Regions from separate parts of the Gossypium hirsutum genome. Here region 2 is linked to region 1. Evidence: chromatin contacts called from public Hi-C data. All regions are on one chromosome and are shown on one strand. The core of a region is the stretch at or near the end of the contact, and the rest is flanking DNA. Distances in the headings are between cores, read along the strand shown.

The links. Hi-C and Micro-C count contacts between places; a contact is called where the count stands out from the background.
Region 2: a Hi-C map of leaf shows a contact between it and region 1, with 1.5 times the contacts expected there. The contact joins the promoter of LOC121210147 here to the enhancer-like site in region 1. A contact is called at or near these places in 3 of 34 Hi-C or Micro-C datasets (callus and leaf).

The regions. Positions count from the first base shown.
Region 1 is chrA11:51,043,641-51,048,852 of Gossypium_hirsutum_v2.1, forward strand. No RefSeq gene overlaps it. Among protein-coding and RNA genes, the nearest start is that of LOC121210379, 15 kb to the left of the region's middle. Within about 2 kb of position 3,846, at least 3 of the 9 cell types and tissues checked have an H3K27ac peak or open chromatin away from gene starts, as enhancers often do. A contact at or near this core is called in leaf, where this site is marked.
Region 2 is chrA11:51,080,169-51,085,399 of Gossypium_hirsutum_v2.1, forward strand. LOC121210147 (homeobox-leucine zipper protein ATHB-6) reads right to left here and starts at 1,982. Exons shown (of 3, transcript XM_041082322.1): 1 at 1,334-1,982; 2 at 904-1,262; 3 at 40-823. The coding sequence starts at 1,394. The coding sequence ends at 365.

The DNA.
Region 1 (5,212 bases), core at 2,596-5,095:
CTTTCTTTTTTGTTTCTTTCTTTTTGGCTGCCTTTGTTGCACTGTGATATGGTGTCTGATCTTTGAACATACTGCAATCTTTTGACATTGTGCAGTTGTATTAGACATGATCTTTTCTGATGTTACCTGTCGGTACCCCTTTTTTATGACTATCGACCTTGTAACATTAGCATATGAAACGACCTTCACCCTCTTCGTGAAGATATCAACGACTACCAAGATGAGTCGGTGTATATTAGACAAGAATGTCTTGATAACATCCATGCCCCACATATAGAAAATCTGTGAAGAAATGGAGATGGCACATAAATCTTGTCTTCCTCCATTTGGCATTTAGGGCATAACTGATACAATCCCCTTCCATGGTGGATCAGCAGTAACTGAACCTAATGATTAATATGGCTAACGTAAAACCCTTAGTATGTGTCTTTTGAGCACCCTATAGCATCCTTACGTTTTAATAGCCTAGGCATATCTTGATGTGATCGTGAGAAAACATCTTTGAATTGGGAATAACCCAATGATGTCTTACTTTGTCTTTGTGGTGAGCTAGGCTTCGACCTTCACCTCTTTCCTAGGCTCGCAATGTCTACTGACCCTTTGTAGTGTAGGATATGTTTTTCATCCTGTTCTACCATTCTTAACAAATCAGGATATAGGCTACAATCTCTTGTCATCTTCAAAGTCTTGAGATCCGCTTAAACACATATCTTACCCCAAAAGGGAGTCAATTACAGCATTGCTCATATCGTTGATATATGGGGATCTATTGTAGGTACAAAGGCTTATTTCCAAAGAATAAATGATTCTAAGGATGATTATTTGTATGATATGACCACGAATGAAGAATAAAAGAATATTTAAAATACAGTCCAAAAAACAAAAGAATGTATACTATGAAATGGAAAAAATGAAAGTATATTTGCTTAACAAGATGCATTTTATTGAAATAAAAAATTCTGGACACAAGCCTATGTCACAAAAGGATTCTTATTGCCTCTAGGCTTAAAGCAACAAGCGTGTTTTGAATATCACTCTAGATTAGCTCTAAAAATACAAGGATCTCTTCCACAATCCCATTGTTCAAAACACTCCCAAGTATGCAAGGATTTGGAAACTTTTATTCCCCGATTCTCTCTTCAGATATGTCATTCAGATTCCTTGATATTCCTTCCCCATATTCTTGACTGTCATGTTTACCCCATTATCTATATGATTGGGTAACGAATTTCCTATGCCAGGTGCATCATCGAATTTCACAACGCCCACGTCGATGAGTCTTTCAACTAGCCTTTTGAAAGAAAGGTAATTCTCTATCGAGTGTCCCACTGTTCCCGCATGGTATTCACATTGAGTACCTGCATCGTACCATTTGGGATATGGGGGTTGCAATAGCTTTAAGTAGACAGGGGATACAACGTGTACATCAAATAAACTTTTGTACAACTCTCGGTATGTTATTGGAATAGGAGTAAACCGGAGCTTCTCTGTGCTTTGTTTTGTATTGGGCTCCTATCTTGGTGAAGCTTGCTGACCCATGGCCACTACCTTCAGTTGGTTTACTGTAATTGGTTTTGCATAACTCAAGCTCACATTGCTAACTTCATCTTCTCTCTTCTTCAAGGCCGACCTCCTGGTACTTTCCCCAGCCTCTATCTTTCCGACCTTATCACATTTTCTATCATCTCACCAGACATCACTATGTCTGCGAAACTCCTAGTTGTGTTTCCCAGCATGTGATTAATAAAAGGTGCCTTCAAAGTATTAATGAAAAGTATAGTTGTCTCTTTTTCCAACAGCGGCGGTTGAACTTGTGTAGCGACTTCTCGCCACCTCTGGGCATACTGCCTGAAACTATTTTATATACTTTAGATCACTTTTATAATCATCCTCATTTTAAAAAACCTCTCAAAATAAGGAAATATTTCGTGTTTGAAAATTCAAGAAATCGTGCCCTACCGTGCTGGGTTTCGATTTTTCATTCGACTGAATAGCTGAATAACTTTTGAAATTTCGTCCATGTTTTCTTAAATTAAAATGAGGCAATATTTAGTCTTTGGAAATTTGAGAAATCGTGTCCAATCGTGCTGGGTTTCGACTTACCGTTTGACCAGATAGCCAAATATCCTTTTGAAATTTCAAATGCATGAGTTATGGAAATTATAAGATGATCTCATATTGAGGGTTTGAAATGTTGTGTCCTATTGTGCTAGATATGATATTGTATTCCTTCTAAGCAAGAGAATCTCAATATCCAATTCAAGTTATCCAAACGTTTTAAAGGAATTGTATTTTAAAATCTTTTTCAAATTTTCAACATTAGGACGTTAATTGATCAATACAGTACCAATTTTGGACGTTGCGAGGGTGCTAATCCTTCCTCGCACTTAACTGAGTCCCGAATTCGTTTTCTAGTTTTTCATAGACCAAAAACGTTGTTTTAATAAACCGAAATATTTTATTAAAATGATCAATCACAAGGTGACCTGATCACACCTAAACAAAAAGGATTGGTGGCGACTCTATTTTCGTTTTAAAGTCGACCTCTATTTTTCAAAATAAAAATGATTTCGACAACTTTTTTATATTTGTTTGTTTGTAATATAAGACTCAAACTTATAATTTTTCTCTTTTTCCTCTTATTGTTTCTTTCCTGAAAAAAATAATAAAAGAAAATGAAATAAAAAACCTAAACACATAAAAACACTTGTGGATAATGACATGATGATATGCCATATGTTAACATGCCAATTGAACAGGGAAAATAAACACAACAAAAAATGTAAACTATAACGATGAAACATAAACATATCAAACAATTTCAATGAAACAAATAGATGCAGAAAAATGGAATCAACCACCATTGCACACTGAAAATTAACATGTAACAAAATTTGACTAAACATATAATCAACCCAAAAAAAATACAAAACAATAAACGCAAATAGTACATTAAATTAAATAAGCGAGCAAAAGAGCGACTCTTTTTTTTTTGAAGAAAAAACATATGGTTAATCTTTATGGACCTTATGGATGAATTTGAACGTTAAAAACCATGTCCCAAATCAACCTGGGTTTTTACTGTTAACATCAATTAACCTCGATTGTCAACTTCTTTTCCTTAATTTACCAAAAAAAAACTTTCACTTCATTATTTTCCTATGAAACAAACAATAAGGAAAACAAAAAAGAGAAAACTTACAAGTTTTAACCTTATATTGCAAATAAATAAAAAATATTTTAGACTAATTACAAAAAGGTTATTAAATTTGATCAAAAGTAAAATATATATATATATATATATATCATGTCGGCAATCTATTAGTGGATTAATAGAATTTTTAACTATAGTGATTAATTCAAACAATAATATTAATTAGAGCAATTAAATTGATAAAAAATTTAGAGCGATCAAAATAAAAATAATACTATTTATAATGATTTACCATGTAATTTACCTATATCTTAAAAATAAATAATAAAAAAATATTGTAACTTAAAAAAAATTGATTAACACATTAAATTTCCTGTATCATTTCCAGTTCTAGCTTAGCTTAGCTTTGCTTTTGGTTTTGGCTTTGCTTGGCTGCAAACTTTGATGTGGATTAATGTGACTACTGTGGAAAACGACTTTGCCTTATTGCGGAAAAGGGTCCACCATCACATGCATGCTTTTCTTCCGATACCTACACCGCACTGCATAAATCTATAATATATATTATATAGCGTACGATTTGTATGTAACATTTAAGTAAAAGATAAAATAGCAACAAAGGTGAGATGAGATGAGATGTGATGAACCGAAACTTAGTGGCATTATTATGCAGTAGCTGCGCCCCCAGTCTAGTGTGGGACACTGAGGACTATTAAGCTGCAAATTTTTGCTGCTCCGTCAGAACTGCATACTACTGCACTACCTGCTTGTTTGCTACAAGACAAACAACAACCTGCCAAATCCCTCCTTTGGTTTGGTTTGGAGTTCTTCATATTTACTAAAAATTAAAATGTTCTCCTTGTAAATCATATGATATTTAATTTCGGTTTTAAATATATTTTTAGTCATGGCGAGAAGATGAAATTAGTTTGGGGGGTGGGGAAGCCAAGGACAAAGCAACGCAAAATTACAAAAGCAGGTCCTGATGTTATGTTTGTAGAGAAAATTTTAAACAAATCTACTGCTTCATTTTACCAGCTATGGGGTGAAAAAAGAAAAGATAAACAAAAGAAAGTTTGCTTTTATTTCATATTCCAAACGGTGGGCCAAATGATCCTATTGGCTACGTGCATGGATGGTGTTTTTTCTTTTTAGCGTTATTAGTGTATGACGTGGACTCCATATTTGTTTATGACATCTGTGTTATGAGAGAAATAAAATATAACTACGAGTATTAAATTTATTCCAAGTTTGAGTTATTCGTTTAAATTCAAAGAATCATCTTTAAATTCAAAGATTCATCTAAAGATGGAAGAATTTGAAAAAAAAAAGTCAAAAAAAATAAAATTAGTCAAAAGTTTAAGCTCTTCTTCTATTCGAGTACTTTTTTTCTATTTGAACTGACCATGAGCACATATTTTTAGGCTTAAATTTGGTATGGTTATATATATACATAATATTTATTCAATATAATTTTTATATTTACAAAATTTAAGTCTATATTATTTACTTTCAATCTAGCCAAAACTTAAGGATGAAGCTAGAAGTTTATATTTGGGAGGGGGAATTAAATTATAAAATTTTAAAAGGGTTAAAGTATTATTTTAGAATTTTAAAGGGATTAAATTTAGATTTTTTTCATCTTAGGAGGGTACCAAAGTATATTTTTACCATTATGATACGTTACCTCAAACGATCAACCGAAATAGCTAAGAGGGGGTGAATTTACCTTTAAAAATTTTGTGGAAGCAAGGATAAGAAAATGAGACAATGAACACGACGATTTTAGAATGGTTCAGCCCTACCTACTCCACTACCTTAACTTTTCACCACCAAGAATTTTTCCAAATTCACTAATTTGATGAACCTTTGAGGACAAAGTTTAACCATATAACTCCCTTAGGATTTTGAAATTTTAAGACACAAACCCTCTCAAAAGAGCAAACAAATAAGGAAACAAAGAAATAATCCTAACAAAATTATAATGTTTGCAAATGAAGCACACACACAATAAAAATACTTGAGCTAAGAAAATACAATGAATGCTCACATGTATTT
Region 2 (5,231 bases), core at 732-3,231, 35 kb after region 1:
AAATAGAGCTAAATTTGTTTAAAAATAAACACAGAAATCTTAAATTAAAATAATCTATTAACTCTGAATTTGGAATAACTGATTAAATTTTTTCTGCATAAAGAAACTACAAAAGAAACCCAGGAAAATGATAATTGATAATAACTATGATGATGATGATGATAATTTTGATTTTTGATTTTTGGTTCGCTCCATTTGAGGGAACTGAGGACCTAATCAAGATGCCCGTACCCACCTCCTCATTTTGGCGTAACCTATCGCCATAGCCTCCTACCACCCCACTTGAAGCCTTCTCCCAACCATTTTGGTACTTTTATTTGTTTTTGCATTTTTGGTTAGATCCCGTATTACATGCATGTTGATTTTAGTTCCAGTGTTCAGGACAATACCAATGAAGACTTGGAGCTTCTTCATCTGAGAAGAACTTGCAAGCTTCATCTGCACTGAAGAAATTTTTTTCTTCCATCTTCACAAATTGCTGGGGTTGGAAGCACTTCATAGAAGAAGATGAAGAGGAGTTGAAATTGTGTGAAGGGGCTGTTGTCGGTGACATCCAAACATGTTGGCTTTGTAGAACCCCAGATGAAGATACACCCACGTAGTTCGAGCCGTTGTTGTTGTCTTCATTCAACACAGCGCTAGAGTCACTATCTGATGAACCGTCTTTTAAGTCTAGGAAAAGGTTGTTCTTCAAGCTCTCATACTTCACTTCTACTGGTGCTTCACTTTGTTCTAGTGTTCTATTAGCAGTTTTAGTCACATTCACCTCCTCCTTCACTGAAACATTGTCCTTTCCATTCAGCTTTGCCTTCACCTCCTCTATCTGCATCATCAACCGGAAAAAATGAAAAAAAAAAAAACTCTAATCATCCCAAGTTCAAATCCATGAAATAAGCTTATTACCTGTTTAAGAAGAACTTGATTATCATGCTGGAGGTTATCATAATTGAGCTTAAGAGTTTCATATCTGTTTTTGAGAAGCCCATAATCCTTCTCCAGTTGTTTGGTCTTCCACCTAGCACGGCGGTTTTGGAACCAGACAGCAACTTGTCGAGGTCGCAAGCCAAGTTGTTGAGCTAGTTTCAATTTTCTTCCAGGATCAAGTTTGTTTTCCACCTCGAAATCCTTCTCCAACGCCTTCACTTGATCTACATTCAATCGCCTCTTCTTTTCTGCAACATACCCTGATTCTTCCACGCCCTCTTCTTCATCTAATCCATCTAAAATCGACTGAAACTCTCTACTGTAAATCTGGTTGTCATCTGTAACAAAACAAACCTAAGTACATACATAATTAAGATACTAAAACAGGGTATTATGAGTGTAATCGGACCTGAGATTGGGCAGATGGACATCATAGCACCCAAGGAATGTGAGCTGCCAACTCTTTTCATGATTATTGATGAAAACAACACTCTTTAAAAAACAGATCTCTTCTTCTTAAGGTGACCAAAGGATGTTTGTTATGGATATTGCCGGACTTTCTGACATGCAAAAAGAGAAACAAAAAATTCTTGTACAAGGGTGTAATATGATAGTTTACAACTGTATAACAACGACCATTGTCCTCTCTCAATTACTTCCCCATCATATTTCTTCTCCTTCTTCAACACAGTTCCCATCCAAAAACAAGAAGAAATGGAAGCTACAAAAACCAAACAAGCCAAGCTTCCAAGAAAACCAAAACACCCTCCAAAACCCAAACCTACAAGAGAAGAAATTACAAACCTGTCGTGTTCTTCAATCTCTCCTTGTTTTTCTCTACATTTTTACTCAATCAAAATACAAATAGTCTATGACTGTTCATCAAGAAAAGCCAAAAGAAATAGTTTTTTTTCTTTTCTTGTTTTTTTTCAAGCGAGAGAGAGAATAATGGGAAGTTATCAAATTCAGAACCCAGCTGCCTTAACTGGTTTCTTTGGGTTTCAATATAAACAAAGATAGATGATATTTGGGTTAGAATTTGACTGGAGTTCGGTACACAGCAAGGTTGGGTAAATTGCAAATTATATTTTTTAGTTGTTTACCGAACCGTCAGATATTTGCATATTTGTACAATATTAAAATTTGAATATGATACTTATTTAAATTAGATTTTATCTTAATGGTAAGTAAGAGATCATGATAACTTTGAGATTATCCTATGCTTGTGGATTGATTTATAATTTAATTGGTATAAGTATTATTATCAATGTAGAAGGATGTGAATTCGAGTACATTTTTTTCCTGAAAAATAAACTAACTTAAACGCAGGGGCGAAGCCAGAATAAATATTTAGGGGGCAGGATAAAATTTTAATTTTTTATAGTTTATATTTTTATAATTTGTAAATGATTAAATCAAATTTTTATAATTTTAGGGGGGCCAAAGTGTAATTTTACCTTCGCTAATTTAAAATTTTTAAAAAATTTTAAGGGCCAAAAGAACAAATTTATATTTTAAGGGGGCCGGCCCATGCCAACCCCCTGGCTTCGCCCCTGCTTAAAGGAGAATAAAATCTAAAATATTATCTTTACTCGACAACAGCTTTTGAATCCTGCTTGATTTCTTCGTTTAATCCTTGGGATTGATCCCTCGCATATGAGTTTCTATATTGTCGTGCCCAGCAAACAAAGATCTTGATGGTCTCTGTTACACTCCATGTTATGTCTTGAAAAACTAATAAGTTCCTATTCTTCCATATACGCCATGCGACAAGTACAAAGTGGGTTAACCAAGCAGTTTTAGCCCAGGACAGCCATTCGTTGTGCCTTAAATTTTCCTCCACCTATTCAAAAGTATTACTAGAAAAAAATTGTGATTGCTGGTTTGGAAGGACAATGTTCAAGTAGATTTCTTTTGTTATTGGGCAGTCTCTGAGAGCATGAGTAATTTCTTCAATGTTTTGTTGGTAGACTAGGCAAGAGTTGTTGTAGCTGAGTCCTCTTCTTGCTCTTTCTTGGTTGGTGAGTAGCCGCTACTTGCATGTTAACCAAAGGAAGAAACGAATGTGTTGGTGGGTCCTAGATATTTCCAAATTTCCTTCCACCTGTTGTCCCTATTCCATTATCATTCGGTAAGCAGATTTAATCTAAAAATTTCCGTTAGAGGCGGGCTTCCGTTGAATTTTGTCTTGACCTGCTAACTGATATGGGGGAGGTATATTGATAATTTTCTGCACTATTTCTTTTGTTAGGTTTTCCTTAAAGGCTTCAAGATTTCAGACTCTTTTCGTTGTAACCATGTCTTAGAGCAAGCATTCACTTATAGGTCTGTTTGGATTTTGAACTTGTTTAATTAGCGGCCAACTGTAGGGACCCAGTTATTATTCTGGTAGTGTATTTTTGCTCCGTTGTTGACCGACCAGTAGATGTTATCTTTCAGCATAGGCCAAATCTGCTCAAGTGCTCTCTATAGTGCAGAGCTATTCCCTTTTTTTATACTTTCTAGAATTACCTCTGTCAATCTATATTTTGACCGTAACACACGCGTCTCCAGTGCATTTTGATTGGATATAAGGTTAATTCATACTTTTAACAGGAAAGCTTTATTTTGTTCATGTAAACGCCTTAAGCCTAAGCCTCCATGTGTACGAGGCTGGCATATTGTTTGCCAATCCATAAGTGCTACTTTCCTTCCTTCTGTATTAGATCCCCAAATGAATTGTCTTGCTAAATTTTCAATTTCATCACACACCCCTTTTGGTATTTTCATGGATTGCATGAAGTAATTGAGGATAGTTAAGAGTACTGATTGAACGAGAGTAAAGTGTCTGGCCATGGAAAGTTGCTTTGCATCCCAATTGCAGAGTTTTGATCAGACCTTTTCAATCACAAATTGAATTATGGATTTAGTGATTCTTTTATGTAATAATGGAATTCCAGGATATTTACCTAGTGTTTGTACTTTTTGATACCCCAAGATCTTGCTAAGCCTATCACTTAGTTCTTCTACTACTCTTTTTGAAAAAAAATGTTGGCTTTCCTTGTATTGATACAATGACCTAAGAAGCTGCAGAACTAATCAAGGATATTCTTCAGTAGCATGCCCTGTTTGATATCTACTTTTGAGAAAATCACCAAATCATCTGCGAAGAATATATGTGATAAATTGGGTCTAGATCTAGATAATTTAATAGGGAGCTAGTTTTTCGAGGAGATATAGGAGTGGAAGCTGTGTCTTAGCCATTCCATACATAAGACAAATAAGTAGGGCGATAAAGGGCACCCTTGTCTAACTCCTCTTACGGGTTTAAATTTTCCAGTGGGTGCTCCGTTCCATAGTACTTGCATAGTAGTTGTTGTGATGGCTGACATAATGACTCTTCGTAGGTAGTCTGGTATTGTAGCTACTTGAATTAATTTATCAATGAAATCCCAACGTACTCTGTCATAAGCTTTTTCTAAGTCTATCTTGACTGCCATCCACTTCTTATTTTTTGCACGCATCGAGTGTATGACCCCCTGAGCTATGATAATATTATCGGTAATGTTTCTTCCAATAATGAACCCAACTTGTTCTTGAGAAATAATTTTAGGAAAGACTACTTTGAACCTATTGGCTATTATTTTCATGACAAATTTGTAAAAAACATTGCAAAAACTTATTCGTCTAAATTGCGATATTTCTTCTGGTTGAGCTACCTTTGGAACTAGGACAATTAGTATGTTATTGAGTTCATAATCAATGGGACACCCTTTAAACACATCCTTGACCCAAGAACTGATTGCTTCCCTTATGTTTTCCCATGGTTCTGAAATCACTTCTAAATGGTTTTAATGGGGCCATATTAAAGAGTGCTATTTTGATTTCCTCATTTGTGACTTCTTTTTGTAAAAAATAAATGTCACTATTTTCTAATGGAGGGAATTGACTTGCGGGTAATTTTCCCAATCTATTCGGTTTTTCTCCATATAATCTTTGAAAGTAATTAACCGTTTCTTCTTGGATATCTTCTGGATCATATAGCCACTCACCGTTTATGTTTCGAAGTGCACTAATATGATTAACTTTCCTTCTATGTAGTGTGCAGCTATGAAAGAATTTTGTGTTTCTATCCCTTAGTTTGAGCCAATCGCATCTGGATTTTTGCATCCATAATAACTCCTCCTAGCTAAGAACACTTTAAAGTTCTTCTTCTGATGTTCATTTGCTTCTGGGCTAAAGAATATGAGTAGGATCTTTCAAGTTTTGTTTGTATTGTGTTTAAAGATTTGATCAATTTTTGCTTGCAGTATCCAATGTGATCGTAT